Regions from separate parts of the Mus musculus genome. Here all the other regions are linked to region 4. A link is a contact called in public HiChIP or PLAC-seq and promoter capture Hi-C data. All regions are on one chromosome and are shown on one strand. The core of a region is the stretch at or near the end of the contact, and the rest is flanking DNA. Distances in the headings are between cores, read along the strand shown.

The links. HiChIP or PLAC-seq counts read pairs in DNA pulled down with a chosen protein or histone mark. Capture Hi-C pulls out chosen DNA fragments and counts their contacts.
Region 1: a promoter capture Hi-C map of adipose tissue shows a contact between it and region 4. The contact joins the promoter of Txnrd2 here to the promoter of Cldn5 in region 4. A contact is called at or near these places in 3 of 39 promoter capture datasets (HPC-7-derived erythroid cells, cranial neural crest and hippocampal neurons), 2 of 484 Hi-C or Micro-C datasets (brain and uterus), 2 of 115 datasets of contacts at active chromatin or transcription factors (bone marrow-derived macrophages and embryonic forebrain) and 1 of 9 other capture datasets (adipose tissue).
Region 2: a contact with region 4 is called in an H3K4me3 HiChIP or PLAC-seq map of forebrain, with 5 times the contacts expected there. The contact joins the enhancer-like site here to the promoter of Cldn5 in region 4. A contact is called at or near these places in 2 of 484 Hi-C or Micro-C datasets (both in the G1E-ER4 cell line), 5 of 115 datasets of contacts at active chromatin or transcription factors (T-cell acute lymphoblastic leukemia, embryonic hindbrain, embryonic stem cells and 2 more) and 2 of 9 other capture datasets (embryonic stem cells and liver).
Region 3: a contact with region 4 is called in a promoter capture Hi-C map of adipose tissue. The contact joins the promoter of Dgcr8 here to the promoter of Cldn5 in region 4. A contact is called at or near these places in 2 of 39 promoter capture datasets (cranial neural crest and fetal liver) and 1 of 9 other capture datasets (adipose tissue).

Annotation. Positions count from the first base shown.
Region 1 is chr16:18,424,392-18,429,208 of GRCm38.p6, forward strand. Txnrd2 (thioredoxin reductase 2) reads left to right here and starts at 2,026. Exons shown (of 18, transcript NM_013711.3): 1 at 2,026-2,168. The coding sequence starts at 2,054. Comt (catechol-O-methyltransferase) reads right to left here and starts at 2,325. Exons shown (of 6, transcript NM_001111062.1): 1 at 1,965-2,325.
Region 2 is chr16:18,449,773-18,455,052 of GRCm38.p6, forward strand. It overlaps Txnrd2 (thioredoxin reductase 2), which reads left to right. Exons shown (of 18, transcript NM_013711.3): 9 at 3,949-3,968; 10 at 4,717-4,808. Among named protein-coding and RNA genes, the nearest start is that of Comt, 26 kb to the left of the region's middle. Within about 2 kb of position 2,294, at least 44 of the 459 cell types and tissues checked have an H3K27ac peak or open chromatin away from gene starts, as enhancers often do. A contact at or near this core is called in T-cell acute lymphoblastic leukemia and forebrain, where this site is marked.
Region 3 is chr16:18,285,503-18,290,807 of GRCm38.p6, forward strand. Dgcr8 (DGCR8, microprocessor complex subunit) reads right to left here and starts at 3,666. Exons shown (of 14, transcript NM_033324.2): 1 at 3,601-3,666.
Region 4 is chr16:18,774,325-18,779,173 of GRCm38.p6, forward strand. It overlaps Cldn5 (claudin 5), which reads left to right and starts at 2,523. Exons shown (of 1, transcript NM_013805.4): 1 at 2,523-3,938. The coding sequence starts at 2,672. The coding sequence ends at 3,328.

The DNA of each region.
Region 1 (4,817 bases), core at 776-3,275, 350 kb before region 4:
TTACATCTTCATTTGCAAGGAGAAAACAGTGCTGATGTTTTTAGTTTTTTTTCTCTGTCTCCAAAGGCAGGGTCTGTAACCCAGGCAGGCCTGAAAATCACTATGTAGCACACTGACCTAAAATCCATGCTTCTCTCGCTTCTGCCTGAGGGCTGGGACCACAGGTGCGTGCTGACACACTGCTTCATCTTTTAAGCTGCGTGTAAATATATCCACATGCTACATCTGGCTTTAATATCTGCCCACAACTCTCCAAACTGTTCACAATTCTTCTCCTTCCTAATTTCTTGACCTTTGGAACAAAAGCCTGATGGTTTTGGGTCCTGCTGGGAACAGTGCTTGATGCGGCTATCCTATCCCACTACGATCTGGGAAAGCTTGAGGGAGAATCTGACAGAAATGTCAGATTTCAACACACCAAATACTCTGGGGACAGCTTTCTGCCTCGGTTACAAGGGCCACGAGGGAAAGTCCTCTACTGGGTGCACACACTGCTCCAGGAAATGATCACGCCTGAAACCGTGTGCTCACACACTTCTGCCTCCTACACTCAGAGGACAACTTGGTAAAGCCTCCAGGCTGCTCCTCATCAACCATCTAAAGACACTCGCACCTGGCATCTAGAAATGTGCAAAGACTGATTTGTTGCCGGTCGGTGGTGGCTCACACCTTTGATCCCAGCACTTGGGAGGCAGGCAGATTTCTGAGTTCAAGGTCAGCCCGGTCTACAAAGTGAGTTCTAAGAAGCCAGGGCTACACAGAGAAACCCTGTCCCGAAAAACCAAAAAAAAAAAAAAAAAAAAAAAAAAAAAGACTGATTTGTGGCTAACACCAACTTTTCTATTGTCTTCTTAAGAATGACCCTCACATGGAACAGAAAATGGACTTCTGTTCAATAGGAAGGACGTCTCCCTTCCTGGAAAAGGATCCTCTACTGGGTGCACACACTGGAGGCTTAGCCACATTTAGCCAAGCTCCTTTTAAAAATATAAACTTTAGCTTCATCTCTGACAGCTCACGGGTGCATCCCTAGAGCAACTTTAGACCCCAAAGTGTCTGCAGCTCTGTAGCTTCTGTGGGATCATGGGAATTAGCCCAGCAGCAAAGCCACGAAGAGCCTGTATAAAGCACCCTTCCCTTCTCTTCCCTTCCCTTCATGGATTCTGTGCTCCTTTGTTCCCCAGAAGACACCCACTTGTCACCTCTGCTCAAATGGAGATGACTCAGCCGGTCCCCTACAGCTCCTAGGTAAAATCTGTCCCAATTATTAGGGCGATGCTGTTTCTCTGTGACAAGATGTCCTCTAGGGCCCTACCCCACCACAAGCTCCCACAAGTCGTGGCAGCTCCCACTGTTCTCCCAAGGCTTGGAGGGCCAGCAAGGACCCCAAAAGTCCCTGGCTGGAAGACTTTCTCTTTTTAGCACACACCCAAAGCCTGCCGTAGTGCTCCTGCCCTAGTGCTCCTGAGCTCCAAGGGGTCCCTTTGGGAGTGGGGGGGTGGGGGTGGGTAGCACTTCTTTTGCAAGGAGTGACCCGGGGGCACCCTAAGGCCTCTCTCAAGAACCCCTGTTCAACAGCTTCCAACTCTACTGACCATCCCTGAGCCCTGTAACTTTGACCCTAAGGTTTGCATCCCAATCCAACAACTAAGTAAGTCGGACCCTCTTATAATGGGCCAGGCCCTGGATGTGCTACATTCTATCCAGGTTAAGCCCAACTCCACAGCCCCACCGAAGGACATATCTTCCACCACAGCACTGATACTCAAGTTCGGTCACCTGCCTCCCTTCAGCGACCCCCCAGCCAAGATCAGACCCCCTTCACATGTGTCCCCATTCCCCAGCGCCGGCTTGCGCTCTCCTAGGTCAGAACCAGTTCCCACGTACGGGCCCTTCACCCTAGTCCCAGTTCGGTGCATGCAGATTCTGATCCCGAGTCCGAGCTCCGGGCGGGCACCACTCACCTCGTCAAGGCCGCGCACAGGTCTGACCCCGAGGCGCGGACGCTCAGGCAGTGCGAAGGGCAGCCCTGACCGCCTGAGGTCCCCGGACCATGGCGGCGATGGTGGCGGCGATGGTGGCGGCGCTGCGTGGACCCAGCAGGCGCTTCCGGCCGCGGACACGGGCTCTGACACGCGGGACAAGGGGCGCGGCGAGTGCAGCGGGAGGTAGGGTGGGGTCGTGGGCGGTGCACGCGGAGAGGGTGCCTGTGCGAGTGTCCACAGGGGGTCGCGGTGGCGGGGCTGTCCTGGAACGTGTCCGCGTGGGCGTGCCCACACAGGCCAGGGTTCTGATTAGGAGGGGACCTGCTTCTAGCAGGGCTGCTTTTTCCCCAGGTGTCTAAAACGTTGGCGGTGCCTTGCCTGAGGCCCTCCTGTGGTGGCAGCAAGCCCAGTCTTCTGGGATTTGTGTCCCCAATATTAATCGTAGCCCTGATGTCAGGGCTGTGATGGGATGATGTCAAGGGCTCTGATGGTCACAGGTACCCCATTGGCACACAACTTCCTAGGTGCAGCAACTCTTTTTATTGTTCTAGTTTTTTCTTTTTGTTTTTGTCCGTAATCCCACCCCCATGTAGCCAAGCTGGCCACAGACTGCTTAGGTAGTTGCCACCGACCGTGGCCTTCTGGGGTTACAGTCATGAACTACCTTGGTTTGTTGTTTTGGGCTTGATTTTGATTTTTTGAGTGATGGTCAGTTGGCAGTGCAGCTAGAGTTAGCCTTGAGGTGTTGGCCCTTCCTTCCTCAGCTTCCAAATGCACCTTCATGACCTGCCTAGTGTTTGGGGAGTGAGAAGACACTAGAAAGTTTGTGGAACCAAGCCCCAGTGCTTGTCAGGGCTCTTGAGAAGGGGAAGAAACAACTTGTTTGCACCAGGAAGCGTTATTGCTGAAATCAGGATAGTAATTAATTTCAAAGGGGGAAACTGGGTACCTCTCAACATGGGTCCACTACCCCCAATAGGCCAAGTTCCCCCAGAGTTTCCCAGTGGTATGATCAGTTTCATGAGTGGTCTCCATTATGTCTTTTCATGGTGACCACCCTTAATACTGCCCCCTGAATGTGAGTGACAGAACTCAATTCTGTCCACAGGGAGCGAGCATAGAGGGAGAGGAGCAAGGGCAGGCCAGGGTTCTTCACAGAGGCAGTGCTATGAAAGGTACAATGGCTGGCCCTTGGTCTACAGGGCCAAGGCAGGTAGACCGACTGCAAGTGGAAGTTGGCAGAGGCCTTGTGGCTCAGTGGCAGAAGCTAACCTGGGAGAGTACCAGGAAGCAGTCACTACATGTGAGGTGGGAACCTAGGGGACAGACCTCAGGGATTGACGGGTGCTCTTTCAGTAGCTTTGCTAACTCCCAGGTCTCTGGCTCTTCAGGGTCTCCTAGTGCTGTATATTAGGTGGAGGTAGTTTTAGTGATTTATGTGGAGGTTAAAAAAAAAAAAACAATCGGGGGGTTCGGAATAAAAAAAAAAAAAACCCAAGTCAGTCAAAGTACCTGTGCCATTGGTACCGTCACTCTGTGTCATTGGTACCGTCACCCTACATAATAACAGTAAAATGTCTGTAAAGGAGGGACAAGAGCGACTCCGCACTCACTGCTCTTCCAGAGGCTCCAAGTTCAGTTCCCAGCACCCACATGATGACTCCATTCCGAGGGGGACCCCGTGCCCTCATCTGCCCTCTGGCACTGCCCTCTGGCACAGCCCTCTGGCACTGCCCTCTGGCACTGTGTGCCCACAGTGCAGACATAAGTGCAAATGAACACTCAGGCACATAAAATAAATAAAAGCCAAAGAGTATGTTGAAATCTGTAGACAGGAGCTTCACTGAGCTCACAAGTCTAGGGCCCTTCAAGCTGCTAGGAAGCCCTTGTGGCTTTGGGATTTGTTTCCCACTGGGCAGAGTCCTCCACTACTGACTGGAGGACTCGTGTCTCACACCCCAAGGGTTCAGGACTTTGCTTTGGTGAGGATGTTGTGAGGTCTAGGGAAGATGCCACCCGCCATATGACTCCAGAGTTCACTTGTGAGTCCAGGTCAGCTCTGCCGTCTGTCCTTTTGAAGCAGGAATACCCATGTTTTCCAGCTGAGGGGTGGGAGAGGGTGTTGTATCATCCAAACTGGAGCTAGGATAAGAAGGCTGTTGGCCTCTCTGGCAGGCAGGTACACATTAGGAGACCATCTTCCTTTATCAGAGCAGCCAGGCCCTTTATTTAGACCTTGTCATGTCGATTAGATTCCTACTGCCCTGTTCCAGACGATAGAAAGAAACTGAAACAGGAGCACGGTGAGTCCTGAGGCAGAGTTGAAACAGAGACATGTTCTGGAGATGAGCTGTGGGCAGAAGGACAGGCCTAAGCACAGTGAGTGAAGGCTGGGATGTGAGGGCCCCAGTAGGCTTCTCGCATCCTTCTTCATACTGACCCTTGAAACTCTCACTGTGGCCGCCTTCTAAGTTTTTATCAGAGAGGAGGCTCCTGGGTGTGCACTGTGGGAAAGCAAGTGGCCTGCGATAAGCCAGCCCTGCCAGTCATTTGGTAGCAAACAGACAGAGGGTACAGTATAGGGCCTCAGAGCAGGATGACCCAATAGGAGCCCCACTCGGGCAACAGACAGGACAGGCATCAGCAATGGAAGGTAGGATCCTTCTTCAGGGTAAAGACAGGATCTCCCACCTCTGGCATACAAAGCACACAAAGCCTGCCAAACTGGTCCTCACGCCAACTTGCCTCCTTTCTTTTTTAGGAGCACATCAAAGCCATTAAATAATTTGTAACTGTTCAGGCCTTCTCGGGACTTGAATCTGGGGTAGATTC
Region 2 (5,280 bases), core at 1,044-3,543, 320 kb before region 4:
CTGGAACTCACTCTGTAGACCAGGCTGGCCTCGAACTCAGAAATCTGCCTGCCTCTGCCTCCCAAGTGCTGGGATTAAAGACGTGCGCCACCACGCCCAGCTAAGGCCCAGCATTCTTGACCCCTCTTCTGTACTCCTAGATACCCAAACCATGAACCAGGGTTCCAGTCACCCTATTCCACATCCTGTTGCCTCCATCAGGCTGCTCAGTGGGTGCTGTTGCTAGGCTCACTGTTTCTGCTGGTAACCAAGATGGTGAGGGTACTGCAGCGAATGAGTGAGCCCTGGCTCAGTGGCTTCTCCCACGCGGGGCCTGAGACCCAGGGGCTGAGTTGCTGTCCCCAGGTACTTCTTCCTGATGTTCCTTCACATTGCTTCAGGCCCCCAAAAGGCTTACAGCGCTTGGGGCCAACCTCTCCCACTGCTGTTCGTCCCATTCATACACGCCACACTGCCCATGACTGTCCACTCCCATGTGCCCTTGCCAGCCTGAGGCTTTGTGTCTCTGGGCACTATGAAGCTGAGATAGTGGTTTGTGTTTGGAGACAGGGTCTCTAGTGCAGGCTAGTCTGGAACCTACTGTGCTGCCCAAGACAGCCTCAATGGCGTGACGACCCCACCCCATCCCGTCTCACTTTACCGCGTGCTGTGACTACACGTGTGAGTCAGCATGCCCCACTAGAGTGTTTTTATAGTAGGCTGATTCAATGCTGTCATCAGAGTTGGTCATGGAAGTAGCTCTGCTCTGACCCTCATAAAGTCAGGAAGCTGGCCAAGGTATTGTGTCCATTTTTCTCCTATCCTAAGCACAGGAGATAGGAAGGCACATTTTATCTAGAAGAGTCATGGCTGCATAGTATTCTCATTTTCTGCTTGGCTTCTGTTTCTATTTCGTGTGAGGAGTCCGGTGTAGCAGAAGGTAGAGCAGCTATCAGCCTAGGACTTGATTCTCAGCTTTTCTGCTCGTTTGCCTGTGTGGGGCAAGGGCCTCTGGTAGCTTCCACTACTCAGGGCTTGGGGGGGGGGGTAGACCCCCAAGGGTTGGGTGCTGCTGGCAGGTCGTGTCAAGGCAGATCTGGAGCCCGCTCCACCAGGATGCAGGATTGTGGCATCTCCTCTCAAGTGCTGCTTTCGTGGGGTGACTGGAGCTCTGCAGGTTTGACTGGCACTTCCTGGACTGGTAGTACTTCCAAGAAGCCAGGTGCTCTTGTGAGACTGTCACTTGTGTGGGTGTGCCTCCTGGAGAGAAGATTAGGGTCCTGCAGGCTGAGAGGCAGACTGTAAGCCTAGCTTCACAGGTCTGTGTTAATGCCCTTGTGTCTGCTTCCTCCTGCTTTCAGTTCTGACAAGCAAGCCACCCTGTGATTAGACTAATCTCATGGTAGTCATGCATCCATGGAGAATGCTGGCACTAAGAGACACAGAGACACCACACACACACACACGCAGATGGGGTTCAAGGCTGCCAGGGTGTAGGATAGTGACTACTGGGTGAGCAAAGATCTGGGCTCTGGTTTTTAAATGTAGTGTTAAGTCCCAGGGTTCCAAACCACCTTCCAGACTGTCACCTCTGCTGCCTCCCAGGCTGCATGTGCACTGGTCACTGTGCCTTTGTAGCTGGTCCTGGATGCGCATGGCAGTAGAAGCCACCTACAGCTGCCAGCCTCTCTTAGGGAACTGACTCAGATCTGGAAGCTTCATGGCTTTTGTTTCAGTGTCTTTTTTTTTTTTTAAAGACAAGGTCCAGGCTGGCTTCACACCTCACTGTGTAGCTCAAGTTGGCCTTGAGTTTATGATCCTCCTACCTCATTTCCCGAGTGCTGGGATTATTGACATATGTGGCCATTCCTAGAACTTCAGTCCTCCGAGTTCTTGTGTTCATCTTTCAAAGAATAAACATTCCCATTAATTGGTCAATTAGAGGGAGAGGTGGGGTAAGAAAACCAATGCTGACTGTCATCATAGCTCATAAAACAAATGGCCCAAGGTCACTGTCCATTCAACCACGATGCCAGCTTTCGTAGAGATCTCAGTGCATACTCTCAAGACTCCCCCACCCCCAGGAATGTGCCTGCCTGTGGGTGTCTGCCTTTCCTGTGTGTGCTCTGGAGTTGGCAATTTGGACTTGGTAGCCTGAGGGCTGGGGGCACCTGGGAAATGGTACCCCACCTCCTGCTATGGGGCCACCTCAGGAGGAGGTCCGTGGTGCTCATGGCGCTGTGCTAGAACAGATGGTGATCCCTGGCTGCCCGCCCACCCATCTCCTACACCCAGCCTGCTCTGTGGGAGGCTGGGAGGCACACGTGGACTGCAGAAACAGAAGAATCGGATCCAGGAGTCTGCTTGCTTCATGCTCAGCCATGTGGTAGGAGGGCCTAGAAATGGGGTTGGGGGCTACAGCTGGCTTGGAGAGAGTCTGAAGGGAGTTTGAGATGATAGGCCCAGCCATCAACAGAAGGGCTACACTGATGTTGCCCCACTGGATCAGGATAGTTTGTTGGGAGGTGTGAGCTGGGCACTGCTCTTTAAGGAGTTGAGAGCAGAGGCACTGATTGTTCGATGCCCACAGACTTTCTTACCATCTTACTACAGGTGAGGCAGGATGATCAAAGCAGCTCAATTCTGTTTGCAGCTCAAGTGACTCGTAGTTTCCTATCTTAAGTGGCTCAGAGCTCTCACTGTATACATCAGATGCAAAAGTGTTAGGCTTTGTACTTTAGAAAGCATCTCTCCTGTGTGGGCGTGTGCATGGGGTGTTTCCAGGGGCCTGGAAAGCACCTCTGTTCTCCCGGCCTGCTGGGGATCCCAGGATCCCCTGTCCATAGTCATAACATGCTGAGTGGGGTTATATGACCAGCTGGGGCCATCTTGTACTCAGCCAGTAAGTGTGGTTCTGTCCCCAGCTTCTGTGCAGAGCCGCATGCCAGATGGTTCCCGCAGGGCACCTGCACAAGTATTCTGAGGGATCCGCCGCTTTTTGAAATGGAATTATATCATTAGTACTTGCCAGGATTAGTACTGACATCAGGCTTATCCATCCTTACATCACCTGCTCTTGTTCAAAGACTGAAGGGGTGATCTGACGAGCCCACCCACGTGCAGCCGCCCTGGCTGGGAATCCTCTTTTCCCCAGTCCTTTTGCATGAGTGTGCACATATGTGCCTGTGTGTTTGCATGGGTGTGCATATGAGAGGATGTGGGCAGGTGTGTGACTGTCTATGCCAGTGTGTTTATAATGTGTATGTGCGTGCAAAGGGCTTTTCATGTTTGCATGTTCCTGTATGTGTACACATATGTGCATGTATGTGTGAATGCATGTATATGTATGTGGAGTATGGAGCTGGTCATGAGAGCATTAAAATGACTGTTTCTGGTGGGTCACAGTGTCATGTCCTGGCTCTGGCAGGGAGGCAGGGGAATGATCTCTCAGTCTTGGGCCCACGTGTTGTGGGGTTGAGCAGATAGTCATGGGCTCTGGTCATAGCTGCTGCTTCCCATAAGCCTCTGTCCCCATTCTGTTCCTCTTGGTGTCCTGGGACATCCCTGCTTCCATCCTGGCTCAAGAGGTTCTGAGGAGCCTAAGACAAGGCTCACCTGTGGTCAGAAAGAAACTCTGCTTCTGAGGGACATCTCTCAACGTGTTCCCTGGGGTCTGGCGCTGCCTCGGCTTCTCCCAAGCCAGGTGTTACTTATCACTGCCCATGCACCTTCAGCACCAGGCAATTTGCTGGTCCAATCGCACTGTTTGTCGTGTTGTATTTCATAGTTGTAGCTGTTGGGAAGTGGGTTCTGTACTCTGTATCACCTGTTTGAACAGTCTGCTTCCACTCTCATTGGCTTATGAGTACCTGGTGGAAAGGCTACGGGACTCGTCTTTGTCCCAGCTTTGGAACAACAGCATGTGGCTTTGCTGGTACTTAGTGTGCTCTCTGCTGGTTTTCTCTGCAGGTTGGTGGTTGGAGCCAGCTGTATCCTTTTCCAAAGTACAGATGGCCATCTTCAGGAAGGATGCTTAGCCCCTTTCCCATTCTCCCTCCCAAAAGATACTTTGTTTTCCTGTGTGGGGACTCAGCTGGACCTGTCGGGAGGGGTTTGGGCCCAGGGAACTGTTTGAGGCTGACCTTTGAAGGCTACCACTTCCTGAGCCTCACGCTAAGCCAGCTGGGGCAGCTGGAGAGGGCCGTGAGGCAGTCAGGAAGGCTGTGATGAGCATCTCCCTGGAGAGCAGCCCTGATCTGACCTCATTCCTGTGGGAGAAGCAGTCAGATCAGGAAGGGTCAAGAGGGGAACCCTGAGGGGCTTGGGGTCAGGACAGGATGTGGGAGGGAAGATGAAAGCCGCAAGCTGGACATAGGAGCACAGGCCATGGTAGTGCTCCCTGGCTCTACCCACAAGGCTCTTCTCCCTGGGTCTGGCCGGCAGCTCTCCACTCAATCTCCACCCTCTCTCCTGGAGGCTGAGATGAAACACCAGAGCCAGATGGAATCCCATGGAGGCATAACGGGCCAGATAGGTGCTGTTGGGAGAGCTTGAAGCTGGGGCTGGCGGCTTTATGCACTTGAGACTTAGGGTTAGGGAATCTCTGTAGCTTTCACTAGAGGCCCCTTCTGGTACTGAGCAGTAGCATGGGACCTTGGGCTGTTAGAGCAGGGGCCAGGGTCTTTTGCCCCCCTGCTCTCTCTCAGTCAGTTAGTATGCTTTAGCCTGCTGCTGAAGATGTGGCCCTAGAGTGTGCTGGCTTCCTCACTGGAATTGGACTGGATACCACTGTCATGATGCGCAGCATCCCTCTCCGAGGCTTTGACCAGGTAGTGCTCAGGAGCCCCTACTCCTGCCTGGGCTCTGCTTCTCCCATGAGGCCATACTCTTGTTTGGCTACCTTACCCTGCCCCAAGCAGGTGCAGGTATGGCCTTGGGGAGCGGCCTAGATCCTCAGAAACAACTCCTTAAAAGCCAGGCATCTTGGCACCAGCCTCTACTTCTGGCACTTGAGAGGCTAAGGCAGAGAGATCATCTAAGGCCAAGAGTGGAGGCCAACCTGAGCAGCACTTCAAGTCCCATCCCCACAAATAAGCCATTCGTTAAAACTAAGTTTGAGGTTATCACTGAGATGTCAAATATTCTGTGTCCTCTACCAAGGATAGTTCAGTTCCCAGTCATGTTAAACTCTGGTCGCAGAAGCCTAGAAAGTCACCTGAGGATAGAGTGAACTGGAACCATGGTCTCATGCCTCCTGGACCCATCACCCTACCCCACAAAGGTCTTTTCATCTCATGTAGC
Region 3 (5,305 bases), core at 2,416-4,915, 490 kb before region 4:
AGATGTTGGGACAATTCTCCAAAACAAAGATGTGGAAGCAGCTCTGGAGACAAAAAGAAAGTGTCACGGAATGGTCTATGCTTGCAGACCCTATGGGGGTGGAAAGCAGAAAAAAAAGGTGAAGAGAAAGCTTCTCTGCAGACACACTCTAGCACCCTGGGGAGAAGAAGAGAAGGAGCTGTAGGTAGCCCTGTCTCACAGTGCTCAGGCAGGCCATAACTCTGGAGCCCTGAAGAGGTCTAGGGGAGGAGACCACATGGAAGTAAAGCAGCAAAACCACCAGAGGGAAAGAGCAGAGAGGGAAGGATGTAATGCTAGGAAGCTCTGCTACAGAGGATGCTTGCAAAGAGGGATGACACACAGGGCAGGCAGATCAGCAGAAGGCTGGCCACAAAACCAAAAGATCCACAGAAAAAAATGTTATTGGCAGAAACACATGCACACGAACACACACATGCACACTCCCACATCATGCACAGAAACATGCACATGCCATGCACACAGTTACAGGTGCAGATATACATACATACATACAACCATGCCCATGGGTGACAGCTTGGTTACCCCTACAATAACTCATATTGGACTCCAGAAAGGACAAGAGGACAGAAAACATCAACTATATAAGCAGCTTACAATAAAAGGGTTGAGTGGGGTGGTTATGCCTTGCTGAAGGTACATAAAAGCCAGAGGCTTGTTTAGGTTAAATTAAACCATTTAAAAACTCACTTACAGTCTACTCTGAGAGGTGCTACCAAAAACAAGAGATAATTAACCCCAAGGCCTAGATACAGCCGGAAGTCTATACTATGACTTTATGTCTTATAACTGGCAGTGGCCTAACAGTTTTTAATTCAATGGAAATTTAACAAAACACCTCTCCAAAGGTGTTCCCATCAAAGGTGCTTATGAATGACTGAGAAGAGAGCAATAACTAAGAAGCCAGGAGGGAGATCAAAGTTTCCTGGCAACCAAGGACCACTGCAGAGGACAAAATCATCAGCATGCTTAATCCTAACAGACCTCAAATAAGATCAGGACAGTGCCTGTTAGGTGTACAGAGATCACAGCAAGTCAAATCTGTGGTATCTGAGGTAGGATATGCTAATGGTAAGAACACTCAAGTAGGCAGGGATTGGAGACAAGAGTGGTAGAGGATAGGGAAGCATACTGTATGTTAAAAGCAGTGGGCCAGTGAGGAACTACAGATGAAGGCAATAAGTGAAGACATTAATAAGTGTTAAAGCAGGAAAAGCTTTAAAGAAATATATATCATAGGTGGGGACCCTGAGGCCCTGGAAAAGGAAAGTACACATCTTGCAGAAGCAGGCAAATTGTCCAGCTCTGGAACTCAGCAGCAGGCTAAGGTAAGTTTCTTACCTTCCCTCTGAAAGCTTACTCAATTCATTAATCAACTATTTGCTGAATGCCCCATAAGGCATACACACCATGTATATGTGTTAAGCACAAAGCAGATAAAACATTTGCCCCACAGAGCAATTACACTTCCCCCACAGAGCATATTAGTGTGAGATGGATAATAACAAGAAACGTATCTATGATGTCACATGCTGACAAATATTCTGCTAAAACAAAGCAAGATAAAAATCTAGAAAGCAGCTTCTAAAAGATTACACAAGGTTCTACAGCCAGTGCCCACCCAAGGATGAAATAGATGGAGCCAGATGGTTAACAAGAGTAAAAAGGAGGGTCACTGTAGAAGATACTTAAAGGAAAAGCAAAGACCCTGGGGCAGAGCCATGGTGTGGCCACGCTAGAGATAGTATGCTGAGTGAAACTGACCTGGGCAACAAGTATTCAGTTTTTTACATTTTTATCTTGAGTAGCAGGATACTGCACAGAAGGGATCAAAACAGTGGTATCACTGATCCATGGGTAACAATGGCAGCTAAACCTCACACAGGTCCTGCTCTAAGGATTTTATGCAATTCACTCAGTACTCTGACAGAAAGGTTAAACAATTTGCTCAAGGTTACAAAGCTAGGAAGTGGTACAGCTGCTTTGCCACTCAAACAAGCAGGCCTAAGTCTGCACTACCTCAGTTTTATAACACCTTACAATTTAATGAATCACTCTGTGTCCAGAAAACCTAAGAGAGTAAGAGTAGGGATCAAATTAGAAGAGTTTAAAAGCTCACCAGATAGCTTGGACAGGGACTTTAGGTTACAGTTTCTGGGAAATGGTCTGGTGTTGTAAACAGGTGGCAAGGCTTCTTAGGAGATACATGCAGGCCTATGAGAGGCACCAAGGTGACTTTAGACAGGCATAAGGATTGTTCTGGCACGGACTGTGGTTATCTCTTGGAGTGAATCAACCTATTTGGTGTTAAAGTGGAATAGACAACTAGAAGCAGGAGATTGGAGATCAGAAGGGAGGACAGACAGTACTGGAGATGGGAGTCATGGAAGATGTCAAAGGAAACTGATGTGAAAAGTACATAGGATCACATGGGAGGGGAATGATGACAAGAGAAGGCCAAACTGGGCAAACCAGTCAAAATCATGTTTCTCACAAGGTAAAATTCAGACAGCCACTGTGAACTGCCTGCTCCACATGTTTGGCAACACAGCTCAAAGGGTAGCCCTCCTGCCTGTAAACCTCACTATTCTTCAGCTGACTGGACCTATGGATGCAGATTTTGATTTGCCAATTAGACTGTGAGCAAGTCAGACCCACTGCTGGCTCCCCTGGACCCTGGCACAGGGCTTACCCAAAACATGTGAACAACTCCTACTTGCTGAACGGATGGCCAGTGCTACAGCTGCAGCCTCCCGCTCAACCCAAAGGCAGTATGACCTCATCAATTCCTTTGTCACCCCGCAAATCCTATTCTAAACTGAAAGGCCACACTAGCTGGGCCAGCCTTTCACTATCTTCGGTTAGTGATGGATTACAGTGGGAACTGAGCCACTTCCAAGGCTGGGAGTCTAGTTTGAGCCAGCAGAGAGTGGGCACCCTAATAGTGATTGGCATACAAGAGTCAACAACCCAACACAGGACATCTCTGCATCTGGCAATAAGGTACATGCAAGCATGCAAGATGGCAAATCAAATTCCTACCATCAGCAACCCAAATCCACTGGATGATACTACTTGACATGTATCGCTGTCAACAGGTTGCCACTTGCCATTTATTTCTACAACGTTCATTGTTACTGTAAAACCACATTCTGATAAGCTACATGACACTTCATCCACGGGTAATTTGGTGGAGACTTGGGCGGTTTCTTGGCTTTTTCCAAACAAAACAGGCGGAGTTCGGGGCGTTGAGGTGTCCCTGCCCACACCTCTCCCGCCAGAAGGCGAGGCAATGGCTTCGGGCCCACCGCCCAGGGGGCTTCGTTACCAGGCAGACAGCACCCTACGTTCATGATGCCTGGGCTCCGGGCCCGGCCCCCACTGCACAAAGGCCGCGACTCCGCGTGGCCCAGCCCGCCTAGCGCGCCGCGCCCCGCCCCGAGCCCCGGCCTGTGGCCTCGCCCGGGAGGGGTGGGGGTGGAAGGAGGGAAGGAAAGGGCGCAGCCTCTCCAGGCCGCAGCGCCCGCCGCCCGCGGGGCGCCCATCGCGCCCCGCACCTACCTGTGGCGCCCGCGACCTGCCCGAGCCGCCCGCAGCCCGACCACAGCCGGTCGACCCTCACCGACCCCGGCGCCGCCACAACCCGCGAAGGCCCTTGCAAAGCGCTCGGCTCTTGAGACCCGCTGCCGCGCGGGCGAGCGGAAGGCGGGCCTTGGCGGAGGGCTACCAATCACGGCGCACGGCCTCCGCGCATTGGGGGAGCCGGGAGCGGGCTGAGGCGGCCGCCAATCGGCAGCGCGAGGCGCGCGCGGCCCAATTGCGAGGCGCTATGGAGACCGGGATGGGCGGGACCAGCCGCAAGCCTGGCACTTCTAACGGCTGTCGCTCCGGGTGGGGCTGAGTTGCGGCCGCGGGGCGCGCCGGGAGAGAGGCGCGTAGAGGCTGCCGGGAGCCGGGGAGCGCGGGAGTGCGAGGGACGCTGGGAGCTCATCTATGAGCTGGCCTCTGTTGAGCTCAATAGTCACTTTTGAGTTTGCGAATGACAATGGACCTCCGGCTCTGGGTCGTCCCAAGGACAATGTTGGAGGTACACCCATCCTAGAAAGTCAACGGATAAGATGCGCGATGCGGAGGATAGGAAAGGAGTTTTACTCGCAATATCATCACACCAGGAAGGACAAAGATCTGATGACTAAAAATGTTCGCTGTGCTTACAGCATCCTCCGTGTCAAAAAAGGAAGGAGAAGCAGAGCCGATTGGGGGTCCTTTTAGTTTGGGGTGGACCTTAGGTAGGCCTTGCAGACTTGTGTCAGTGCCAAAGACCATAAAGAAACTTAAGCAGTTCCAGACTCATCTGACACCCGTGGTAGCAGTATGAGACTTAGGAAAATTCTTTAGGACAGAAGTGACTCAGAAACAAAATGAAGTTAGCCAGGTCTGTTCCTGAGCCCTTCAAATCCCGAACCCACAAACCATTACTTCATTGCTATAAGCCCGGGACTAAGGTGGGGATAAGTTATATTTATACTATCCAGAACCTCAAATAGTTTAGCTTTCCTTTAGGTTCTGATTCAAGTCAATAAGTGTAATAAAAATTTTATAGAAAACTGTCTGCCGTTAGGCAAACACTTCAGTAATTGCTGCTGGACATGAAAAGTGGATGCTAAAAACACGACTAAAGGGTAACATGTTGAAGAACTCACGGTCTCAGCACACTTGTGTTAATGCTAAAAGCACTGAGTTATATCCCTAAGGTTGGGGAGATTGTATCTATTTTTTTTTTTAAGATATATTTTATTTATATTAGTACACCATTGCTCTCTTCAGACACAACTGAAGAGGGCATCAGATCCCATTACAGATAGTTGTGAGCCACCATGTGGTTGCTGGGAATTGAACTCAGAACCTCTGGAAGAGTAGTAGGTGCTCTTAACCACTGAGCCATCTCTCCAGCCCCAATTGTATCTATTTTAACAAAATAGAAAAGTTTCTCCCCAAAATTCTTAGAAATTGCAAATGGCCGGTCAGTGGTGGCCCACACCTTTAATCCCAGCACTTGGGAGGCAGAAGCAGGCGGATTTCTGAGTTTGAAGCCAGCTTGGTCCTACAGAGTGAGTTCCAGGACAGCCAGGGCTACCAGAGAAACCCTGTCTTTAAAAAAAAAAAAAAAAGAAAGAAAGAAAGAAAAGAAAAAAGAAAGGCCTGGCCTGGAGAAATGGCTCAACACTGACTGCTCTTCCAGAGGTCCTGAGTTCAATTCCCAGTA
Region 4 (4,849 bases), core at 1,273-3,772:
ATCTACTTAGTTTTAGTTTGTAGTGTTGGTGATGGAACTTGCTAAGCAGTGCTCTACCCCAGAGCTACATTGCCTAGCCCAAGTGCATCTGTACACCAGCATCTTATACTCAGATTTCCAACTGCTCCTTGGGATCTTCTTCCTGGACTCCTGCTGCGCTGCCACCTTTTCAGAGAACCCTCTGCTGGGTTTTGCCTTCCTATCTGGTACTTTGTTGGCAGTTTGTTTATTAAGTGGCCTGTGCTGTGTGCTCTGGGAGAGACAGTGTCCAATGCACACACACACACACACACACACACACACACACACACACACACACAAATCCCCAAGGAAGGATCTGGGGTGGTCACTTGGGCCACCTTTAGTTTTGAGGAGGATCGAGGAAGCATTGCCAGCCCTGGCTGTCCATTTCTGGAGTGGTTCTGGTCCCGCTGCATGCTGGAGAGTACGGTATCTAAGGTTCCACTGGCAATTATGAATTTACCAAAGGTATGTGAACTTGCTCGGACCATTCTGGGTGCAAGGCTGGGGACAGTACCGAAATGGTGGGTAGGAGGGCAGACAGAAGGAAGGGAGCATGTCCTGCTGTTTGTAGCCCCAAATAGTTGAAAGCAGCAAGCTGCTTCTTGTCTGGGACAAATGTGTGTCCCAGAAGATCCCCGTATTCCCGGGACACTAGTAGGAAAGCCAGCGGGCAAAAGCTATCCTGGCTTGGACCTTCTGGGGCCTGCGTGTAGAGAGATATTCTCAGATGTGTGCATCAGCATGTCCTGCAGAACAGCAAGACAAGACAGGAACAGCAGGAAGGCTCATTCCAAGGCCCAGGGAAGATGGATCTGGTTGAAGTATAAAGTGTGTAAATATTTTCCTGGTCACTTACAGCCAGCTTAGTCTAGGCTGCTCCCAGGATCCAGTTCTTTGCCAGTGGGCAATGAGAGCCATAGAGGATTACAGGCCAGGGCCTGCAGGAGTAGCCTTGTTGGGTCATCTGAAGAGGGTTCAGTAGTTGCTCCAGGAAGGTGCCTGGGAGCTTGAAGGGAGGGGGCTGGCAAAACAAAATTCTGCAGACTGGAGCAGGGGGAGCAGGATTTGAGTTTACATCTACTGAGCAGGGAGAAGGGTCTGCAGAAAAGCAGGGGTCTCTAGAAGATAGAAGGCAGCAGTTAATATATGATAGCTGGAAGAGGTACCAGGGAGGACAAGAAAGGGTGTGTATGTGAGGCTCTCCCGCCGTCTTCTAAGAACAGTTTGTTGTAGGGTGAAGTAGGCAATGACCTGGCCCCATAGACCTCTAGCTCAGAGCCATCTCCAGAAGGAAGCAGGGACCCATAAAAGGGAGAGATTTACCAAAATCTCCACATCTGTGGCTGGCCTCAACAATGTCATCCTTTCCCTATAGAGGCCCTGAGTTCTTTTGAGCAGAGGAAACAACAAAACAAAACCCCCAAACAGAACAACAACAGAAGACAACAAAGCCCAGCTGGAGTCCAGGGTTAGCTGGAAACAAAGGGAGCAGGGAGGAGTGTTCACTGGAAAGAGGCTGGCGCCCTAGTTTGGTTGTGGGCTGTGGGGCCTGGTGCCCCCACCTGAGCCTCAGGGACCCAGTGTGTCTAACCCAGTGGACCTTTCAAGAAATGGCTGGGCCATTGTGCAGAAGAATGCCCGGAAATCCCGCGGCTCCCTCCTCCACCGAGGATGGGGGCTCTTCCTCCTGGCCAGGAAACTCCAAGTTGGCTTCCGGAGGGTGGCCTGGGGGCTGGGGTGGCAAAGCACCACAACTATTTGTAGGATGGCAAGGCATAGCCTTTCTATGTCCCATCGTGTCTCTGCTGTCCCAGGATTCCAGTATGCTGTGTTAGGATCACAGCCTATCTGCTGGAGAAGACTGGACGTCGGAGAACCCTCAGGGGTTGCGCAGCATCCCAGAGGAGAGCACAGGCCCTTGCAGTGTTCACTTTGTGTCAGACCAGTGGTTCCAGGGAAGGAGTGAGAACTGTAGGCGGTGGTTGGGTAGGATCATGAATGAGGTTATAATTAAGGGCAAGCCCAACACAGGCTTGCCGAGCATCTCCGCTTGGTGTGCCAAGGGAAAAACGGCGGGCGTAGAGGTTTGTTTCACCTGTGCACGGGGGCTCAGAGAACCTCCAGGCCAAGCAGTCTGCAGAGAGGAGTTGGAATGATCCGGGATGTAGCAGGTGGAGCTGGTGAGTGTAGGTTAGGGGTCATGCTGCTAACAGTGGAGACAGGGGCGCACAGATCTCCTGTGTACCTGCCAAGATCAGCCCCTACTAGGACAGAAACTGGTAGGGTCTCAGACTGCGGTTCTGCAGGGTGCGGTTCGGGTGAGCAGGACTAGTCCTGCTCGCCCGTGGTTTCAGTAACTGTAGCTGTCAGGGGGTCCGCGATTGGCTGTGGGCCGAAGGTCTGCTCATGGATTGGTTGAGCTAACTCGGGGGGCTGCGCCCTGGGGGCAGAGTCCGCCCCCGAGACTTCAAATAGGACAACAGGTTACTTCAGAACCCAGTTGGTGTAGTTAAAACCTCCTCTTCTGCTCCAGGACTGGAGGCTCCAGAGCAGAGGCACCAGAATCAATTCCCAGCTCCCAGCCTAAGCAGCGCAGAGAGCACCCGGAGGCCCCAAGGGCCGTCGGGTGAGCATTCAGTCTTTAGCCATGGGGTCTGCAGCGTTGGAAATTCTGGGTCTGGTGCTGTGTCTGGTAGGATGGGTGGGCTTGATCCTGGCGTGTGGGCTGCCCATGTGGCAGGTGACTGCCTTCCTGGACCACAACATCGTGACGGCGCAGACGACTTGGAAGGGGCTGTGGATGTCGTGCGTGGTGCAGAGTACCGGGCACATGCAGTGCAAGGTGTATGAATCTGTGCTGGCGCTGAGTGCGGAGGTGCAGGCAGCTCGGGCACTCACCGTGGGCGCTGTGCTGCTGGCGCTGGTGGCACTCTTTGTTACCTTGACCGGCGCTCAGTGCACCACCTGCGTGGCCCCGGGCCCAGTTAAGGCACGGGTAGCACTCACGGGAGGAGCGCTTTACGCGGTGTGCGGGCTGCTGGCACTCGTGCCGCTCTGCTGGTTCGCCAACATCGTTGTCCGCGAGTTCTATGATCCGACGGTGCCGGTGTCACAGAAGTACGAGCTGGGCGCGGCGCTGTACATCGGCTGGGCGGCCTCCGCACTGCTCATGTGCGGTGGCGGCCTCGTGTGTTGCGGCGCCTGGGTCTGCACCGGGCGCCCTGAGTTCAGCTTCCCGGTCAAGTACTCTGCGCCGCGGCGGCCCACGGCCAATGGCGATTACGACAAGAAGAACTATGTCTAAGGGCGGGAGGCATGGCGGGGCTCTTCCCGCAGCTAAGCCCGCGATGGGAAAGACCGATGCGGGAAGCCGTGTGTGGATGACGACCACCGCTGGGTTGCGCAGCGCAAGTCATGCTGGGTTCGGGCCAGACTTGCCCGCTCTCAGAGTCCGTTGACCATCACTAGCCGGGCCCTGCTCAGAACAGACTACAGGCACTTTTAAGAACTTGACCGACCTTTTCTTCTATGCGCAGTTGGCCACGACGTGGGTGGAACGCTCAGATTTCATCGGTGAAGTAGGCACCAAACTGCCGCGAACAGTTCCTACTGAGATCCTGGGGGCACTAGATGCTGCCTTAATGTCCAGTGGCACCTGCTAACCTGAAAGGGCAGCTGGAGAAACCCCGGGGCTGCCAGAGGGACGTGTTAAAAAGGGCATTTTCTTTGTTAGTGGAGAAGAACCTACTGAACCAAAGGACTTAGCCTGGACCTGGTCTCACTCCAGCACTCCCCCAAGGTGGGGGCCCTGTAGGTACCAGAGCCTTAGAGGGGTTGCCTTCCTCCTGGAAGCTTGGGGCTTGGGGGGTGGGCCGGGCAAGAATTTGCTCAGTAAATGGTTTGAACACTTTCAACTGTGTCCTGTCCTCTGTCCAGAGACTCCTTGTGCCCAGCTCCCTATTCATCTACCCACCCCTCCTCAAAGACTCCCTGCAGGGATTTCTCCAGTTTTCAACTCAGCCAAGTGCTGGAGTTAGGCTGGGATACAGGAGGGGAGGCAGAGCCCAGGAGAGGATCCAGCTGGAGTCTCACTCGCATCATGGGAATGGCAACTTGGGTGATGGGAAATGCTGAGAGTGGATAGCTAGGTTGCTGGCTTCTCCCAGGAATACCTCCAACACTTTTACCCCCAGTGCTTGCTCAGCTCCAAGTATCAAGTGGCCACCGACAAGGGCACACGGCTAGACTAGGCACTTCCCTCATGTGTGGGAGCCACAGTGCATGGCTGATGTGATGTGTTCAGTCTTCAGCTGACTGCAGTACATAACAGCTGCTATGGGAGAGGCACTTGCCCAGGGTAGCTGGGCCCATTGCAGCCCTTTGTCCTAGTCCTCTGGCTAGTGTGGCTCTAAACAGGGTCTAGGGTTTGTGTCCATCCTGCTGATAATGCACCTATGTTGACAGAGAATTTTGGGTGTTACTATCCTGGGGGAAAAGAGGGTCCAGGACTTGGGAAAAGATCCCAGGAGGGTAAAGCGAGTAAAGCCAACAGCCAAAGAAAGCTTATTGTTTCTCTTTGGGCTAAAAGGCCAGAGTCAGGAATGCACAATGGATACGGGAAGGGGCTGCAAAAAGAGGCATACAAAGCCCAGTCAGAAGGAAGGCTTGGCATCTGCTACCAACCCTGGCTACATCCAGTACCCAGTCTTTTAGGCCTGGCTAGGTGCCTCAGGGTGGGGAAGGGGTTAAAACCTAAGGATGTGAGCGTAAGAGATTCAGGGCAGATTCTGGAATTGGGGACAAAGAAGGCAAGGGTGGAACTTAC